Linked DNA regions of Sus scrofa: region 1 is linked to region 2. The links are chromatin contacts, called in public HiChIP or PLAC-seq maps. All regions are on one chromosome and are shown on one strand. Each heading gives the region's core, a stretch centred on a gene start, on an enhancer-like site or on the middle of the called end of the contact. The rest is flanking DNA. Distances are from core to core; before and after follow the strand shown.

Region 1 (3,600 bases), core at 254-2,753, 190 kb after region 2:
TGGTGCTGATGCTGCTGGTTAGGTGGGATGATTAAGAACTGCTCAAGAGGAGTTCCCGTCATGGCTCAGTGGTTAGCGAGCCCGACTAGCATCCATGAGGATGAGGGTTCGATCCCTGGCCTTGCCCAGTGGGTTAAGGATCTGGTGTTGCCATGAGCTGTGGTGTAGCCAACATGGCTTGGACCTGGCATTGCTGTGGCTGTGGTGTAGGCCGGCAATTGTAGCTCCGATTTGACCCCTAGCCTGGGAACTTCCATATGCCGCAGGTGCGGTCCTAAAAAGACAAAAAGACCCAAACAAAACAAAACCAAAACAAAACCTGCTCAGGAGGATACAGAGGCTGCTGGCTGGAATGTCCTATCCTCTTCACCCTGCGAGTGCTGATCCATCTCATCTCGGCACTCCGTGCCCCAGGAAGCCTTCTCAGATCAGCCCCATCCTTACCCTCTCGCCTCCTCCCCCAGGCAAGATGTGGCAACCCTCCTCTCCGCTCTCAAAGTGCCCACATCTCCCTCCACCGTGACGCTTGCCCAACTGTACAGAAACCACCTGCTCCCGCCTTCCCACAGACTGTCCACTTGACGGTGGGGACAGTGTCTGTTGCGTTTGCATCCTTGGTGCCTAATGAATAATGTCCTGTAAATGACTGTTGAATGGAACAGTACCACTCCACTGAGATACCACAACCTCTGAGATTCTGAATCTGCTTTGTTATCTTTGATCTGCTTTGGCCTGAGATCTGAAATGACACAGCCCTTGAAGTGACCCAGTTACAGCTCAAAAAAGGCAAAATTACAGGATCCGAGTAACAGTCCTCCAGCTACGTGGCATTCTTCTGCCACACGCACAGATTCTCCAGCTGTTCTAGACGAATTTAATCAGCCCCCAATTCTCTTTAAATAACTGTATAAGAGGAGTGTGTGGTTTTCTTTAGGGGTCTTCCTTTCTCACATCAAAAGATAACGAGGAATAAGTTATCTGCTCTTGATTCAGCCAACGCACTTATGATGAGAAGCCAAAGCAACCTAAACATTCATAACTTCTTGAGTCTCACTATGTACAGATGAAAAATGCAAACTATTTGGAGGTGATGCTATTCATATTTTGAAGGGTTTACTTTCAGGATAGTTTAGTGGGTCACAGTAAAGGAGCTATCAAATAAAGCGGAAAAACAGCACACTCCTTATTCCTAGCAGCAGCTCTTCATGAGATGTGCTGCCTTGAGTATCCAGGAAGATAAATATTTCAGCCACAAATGAGGCGAGGAAGTACATTTTACACATCTGAGGAACCACCCCCTTGCGATTACAAAGTCAGACTCTTTAATGTCACCCCAAACTTAATCCTATCCATCCTGCCTAACGTTTTAATGAATTCTGTAGTTATCAAGAAGATTAAATGAAAAAAAAAAAAAAGGCCCACCCTGCTTACTCTGAAGCAATGTCGACATGCGTCTCAAACCGGTGACTGCAAACCACACACCACAAAGTATTTAAATGAATCAGAAGTTCTGGGTGGGGCCTCAACTTAAAAAAAAACAAAAAACCAGATCCACAGATGTGAAGAACCACTGGTCAAGTTCAATGGCACTCCACTGAATTCTTTCAACAACCTTGCTCATTTTTACGGATGAGGAAACTAAAGTGAAGGCAGGTTAGGGAAGGGCCTTGCATGGCCTGGCTAATGAGGTTTGGGTGTGGGATGTGATGCTCTGGTTGAGTCAACAGAGCCCAGGGGTCAAGAGGCAGGGTCTCTTCAGCCAGAATGCCCCATTTCAAAAGCTGGCTCTGACACCTACTGGCTCGGTGACTTTGAGCAAGCGTCTTAACTCTGTGTCTCAATCTCCTCATCGGTAGAAACGGTGATATCAGTAGTACACATTTCAGAGGGCTGTGGTCAAGATTAATGAGTTAACTTCTAGAAAGTGCTTACAACAGTGCCTGGCATACAGTCAGCATTATTTTTGCTCTTATCTGACTTCGAAGCCTGTGCTGCTTCTTCCACATTAAGGGTTAATGTTATGAAGCACCCAGAGTAATATTTTGAAACATTCCATAATTGCTTTGCCTTTGGGAAGTAATAAATGTTTGTTAATTAAGATATTCCACCCTAGTTTTCACCGTGTTTCATTCCTGAAGAGTTAGAAAAGCAGGCATCAGAGAACACAGCATCTGGCTTAACGAAGGAACTAATTTTGACCATTTAGAACTTCCTGAAAAAGGAACAAGCCGTCTGTCCCAGGAGGTGCCTCAACCAAAGACGGCTACTTAGTGGAGATTGTTTGGGGCAGACTAAAGAACAGCTACCCTTGCAGGGAAAGGACTGGATGAGATAAACTCCAGGGAGCCTGTTTTACGCTGGAGAAGATTACTGGCTTAAAGAACTGCCTTTTGGCAAGGCATTTTTATAGGAATGTGACTTCAGTTACATTATACTCAGACACTTACCTTGACTAAAAAGCATGAATGGTATGAGAGGCTCTTAAAAATGGGTGTGTAGGAAGTGTGCGTGTGCGTGTGTGTGCGTGAATGTAAAAGAGACATTAATTCATTCATTGATTTTAGGACATCTCAGAGTAAAATGGCCCAGTGAAGTGATTCTCGTAATTTAATTGAATAAGTGACCATAAATAACATTGTTTGCATCAGAAAGAAAATACTTCCCGAATTTCTAAATATATGCTGTATTTTCTATGGATAAAACAGGTACTCAGAAATGCTTGGCTTTCTGAAGGAAAACTGGTATCATATTCTTTTTTATCCTAATTTCTTAACAGAAAAGAACAAGCAAAATCTCTGATCCATTTTTGTTCCATGACAGAGACATCTTGGCCATTTTCCTCCAGGAATAACCAGCCTTGAGTGTGGCTCTCCTCAGCAGTTATTGCCTTAGGTCTGTGTGCAAGAATGTACCAGAGGAAAAGAAACTTTAAAAGCTTTGACAAAAGCTACCATGACATGACAAAAACAAAGACAAAAAGCCAAACCCTACTATAACAAAACTCATCCATTTGCTCCCCTGTTTGAGGTCTGCTATCCCATTCACTCATTCATTGATTCATGCATTCACATTCTCTCTTATATTCCCTACTCCTGCACTATTTCTAGTCTGTGATTTGGTTGAGGAAAAGGGAACAGTTTAGTATCTATTAACGTGACACACATGCAGGCGAAGTAGTTTGTTGGAGAGCTCAGGGTGCGAGCTCTGGATAAGGCAGGCGCTAAATTTCATTAAACCTTAGTTTGTAAAAGGGGACCGTAAGAACAGCACCTCTGTCAGAGGACTATGGAAGGAAATAAAGGAGATAATCTACGCAATGCTATGAGTGTTACACCTAACACATATTCACTGCTCAATAGGGGCTGGCCAGCATTATTTTTTATTATTACTCAAGGGCTAATAATCTGCAAAAATAAGACTCTAAGTATAACTCCTACTTTAATAAACATGCTTTAGCTCTTCTTCGATAGTTCTAAAGGCACACGGCTAGGGTTAGTGGTAGTTTAAGATCTTCATTAGAGGCAAATTATCACTGTGTCATGATATACCTAAGTTTTAGCCAAAATAATATTTTACTTCATAGAATGTTCAAAACAGAAT
Region 2 (3,316 bases), core at 126-2,625:
CCCGCATCTTCACAGATACCAGTCAGGTTTGTTACCACTGAGCCACAATGGGAACTCCTGTCATACTGTTTTAGTTATTATAGCTTTATAATATAGCTTTAGATCAGGGATCATGATGTATCCATCTTTGTTCTTCTTTCTCAAGATTGCGTTGACTATTCAGAGTCCCCTGTGGTTCCATACAAATCTGAGTGTTGCTTGTTCCTGACTTCAGATTTTCCTTTCTCTGATGCCCCTTCAGGCCTCAGCTTTTATCCAAATCCACTCCAGTTCTCTAAAAAAAAAAAAAAAAAAATTTAATGATAACAATGAATAATAACTACATTTTTGTGTGCTCTGTCTGTAATAAATCTATGACAATGCTATAACAATTACTTTATATAACAATACTAGCATTTATTAAGAACTCTTACTTACATACTGGGCCACCTTCTTTCAATTATATATATATATTAGCTTATTTATCAACTCCATGAGGAAGGTGCTATAATATAATTCCCTTTTAAAGATGAGAAAGCTGGGGCACAGGACAGTTAAGTCACCTGCTTAAGGACACACAGCTAATGAGCCACAGAACAAGGAGTTAAACTTCAAGCTGTAAAGTCTGATTCTTAGCATCTATATCCTGCTGCCTCATGCAATCCTCCTGGGTCCTTAATGACAGTCTTCCCAGGCAGATATTTCCTGATTTTACAAATGAGAAAACTGGAGACTCAGCTATATCTTGGGCCCATGTGCCGAGTCGCCATATTGGAATTGGACCCTAAACCCAGTATTGTCTAATCCCATAGTCTGAGGCCCCAACCACCACACAGCTCTGCCCTTCCGTTCACACCAGTCTGAGCTTGGGGGAGCAGGGAGGGCCTCCCCATCTCCCTCCGAGGAATTGTTTGAGCCTTCTCCTCATGGTCAAGAATTTCTCACACGGGCTCCCCACTCAAGGGAGGCCTCCTGGGTTTCTGGATTCAAAGCCTGTGCGTGTGTCACGGCCAAGCATCTACACTAGCTGTGCCCCTGCAGATTTTCTCCAATCTTCAACTCCTCGGCAAGTGCTAGGGACTTTGTTCCATGATGGAAGGTCACTCGGTTCCAGTGGCAGGCTCAAGTGGGTGAGGGAGGCCCTTTGAGTCATGGAGGAAACCACAAGCTCGGGTCCCCGCAGCCCCTGCTCCCAGAGGCCGCACCCCAATACTGTGGAAATGTGTAATTTGCACCCTCATCCACCTCCCACAGACCCAGGGTTCTGCTGCTGCTGATTCATTTTGAGAAGCTCCACTTTCCACAGCTTCATGAGGAAGGATTGTCCCCACCGCCAGAGCCATGTGTGTTTGCTATGATTCATCAGATCGTCTGCAATCGCCTCAAAAATAGCCCTTACGCAATGCAGGAGCCGCTGGGAGCCTCGGCGCAGGGGCTTCCCCTCTTAGTCACCCTCTGGGCCTCAGTCCACTTCCACGCAGCCACGGGAACTCGGAGGGACAGGCACATGCCCAAAAGAGGAACTTGAGAAACTAGCAGGCGGGGGGTGAAGGCCGCCCCCCCACAGTTGGCAACTGTGATGAGGCAAGATCGCAGCTGTGGGCCTCTGTAGAAGTGAAATGTGCTCCGTAAACAAAATCTCCCAAGGCCAAGGGTGGCCGCGGCCCTGTGCCCTCTGGTCCCAGGGTCTGTGGCCAGCAAGGAGGCCCCGGACACGGCTGATCAGCTCTTCCTGCAGATTTGGATGTTCGACGGGAAGGCAGGCTGCTGGCAGAGGCTGATGCTGGTCTGAGCCTACAGAGAACACTGAGAGGGACAAGAGGGAGGGTGGTGTCCCACTGGGGGTGCCTCCTGCTGGAAGGAGGCCCTTCCGGTCCAGTGTTCCTCCTCTCTAGCCACCAGCAGTTAGATATGATGGGGGTTGGAGAGAGTTGTCACCACATGGATGCTCAGGCCCCATCTCCAGAGATCCTGGGTGGGCCTGGGTGTGGGTGCTTTTCAAAAGCTGACATTTTAGAGTTGAAAACTAGTTACCTAGGGCGAGCCATCACGTTGCATAGAAGGAGTTGCTGAACTTCAACTTTCCCTTGGCCTACAAAGCCTTCCACGATCAGGCCTCTTCATTTCCTCATTACCTCTCTGAATTCTCTGGGGTTTTTTGCTTGTTTGTTTGTTTGTTTGTTGTTTTTTCTTTTTTAGGGGCCGCACCTGCAGCATATGGCAGTTCCCAGACTGAGGGTTGAATCTGAGCTGCAGCCGCCAGCCTACGCCACAGCAACACGGGATCCGAGCCGCATCTGCAATCCACACCGCAGCTCACAGCAACTGCCGGAGTCTGAACCCACTGCAGAGATTGAACCCACATCCTCATGGATACTAGTCAGGTTCTTAACCCACTGAACCACAGGGGAAACTCGTGAATTCTCTGGTCTTACCACTTCTCTCTCTCTCTCCTCTTCCAGTCTCCTCCCCGCTCTTCCTCTTTCCCTCTCCCTGACTCTCCCCCCACCCTCCTCTCTTCCTCCCACCTCAGGGCCTTTGCACCACCTGTTACCCCTGCCTTTGCCCCAGATCCCTCAGGATTCTAAGTCCGAATCAGTACCTTAGTGCCTCTCCATGTTCTCACTTCATTTTCCTTCACAGCACAACAGACCCTATGTCTGTATTTTTTTATTGCCTTATCCTCCATTAGAATGTAGTCTCAGAAGGGCCAGGGCTTCCTGCTGCACTCCCAGCACCAGCATAGTGACTGGCAAGCCACGATTGCTCAATACCTATATTTGCTGGTGGATGGACAACCCCAGTATGGTGTTCACAGCAACACCAACGCCCCAACCCAAACTCCCCCAACTGGCACCAAGCCCCAAGGTCACATGTTTCTCTTTAAGGACTAGTTCATGAATGCACACAAAGTAAGCTCAGAGGCTGGACCCTTTCTCCATACGGTGCCTTCAAGGCACACCCACGGAGGACCAACGGTGGCTTCGTAACCAGCATACCAAGACAACCACTGGCAGAAAATAGCTGTCCTGTCCCCTTGGGAGGCCCTTCTAATGATGTGACCGAATGTGGTCACACTGATCAAATGTATTCAGACTCCCATGGGGAACTGGCCTTCACAATTTACTGGCCCCGACCTCTTGAATTGCAGCCACCATCTTGTTTTCAACCAGTCATCACTCGCGTATGTATCACTGTTTATCAACACAAAATGATGTCACGAATATGCTCGATCCTGACAGTAAACCTGGAAGCTGATGCTACTGCCCTTCATTTTCCAGACCAAGCCTCTGGGTCCCAGAGAAGTCAAGTCACTGGCCCAAGATCAAACAGCAGA

What was found. HiChIP or PLAC-seq counts read pairs in DNA pulled down with a chosen protein or histone mark.
Region 1: an H3K27ac HiChIP or PLAC-seq map of alveolar macrophages shows a contact between it and region 2. The contact joins two enhancer-like sites. A contact is called at or near these places in 1 of 47 Hi-C or Micro-C datasets (embryonic fibroblasts) and 1 of 2 datasets of contacts at active chromatin or transcription factors (alveolar macrophages).

The regions. Positions count from the first base shown.
Region 1 is chr4:14,417,743-14,421,342 of Sscrofa11.1, forward strand. All of the region lies in intron 4 of NSMCE2 (E3 SUMO-protein ligase NSE2), which reads right to left. Among named protein-coding and RNA genes, the nearest start is that of TRIB1, 120 kb to the left of the region's middle. Within about 2 kb of position 1,504, at least 19 of the 83 cell types and tissues checked have an H3K27ac peak or open chromatin away from gene starts, as enhancers often do. A contact at or near this core is called in alveolar macrophages, where this site is marked.
Region 2 is chr4:14,226,101-14,229,416 of Sscrofa11.1, forward strand. No RefSeq gene overlaps it. Among named protein-coding and RNA genes, the nearest start is that of TRIB1, 70 kb to the right of the region's middle. Within about 2 kb of position 1,376, at least 39 of the 83 cell types and tissues checked have an H3K27ac peak or open chromatin away from gene starts, as enhancers often do. A contact at or near this core is called in alveolar macrophages, where this site is marked.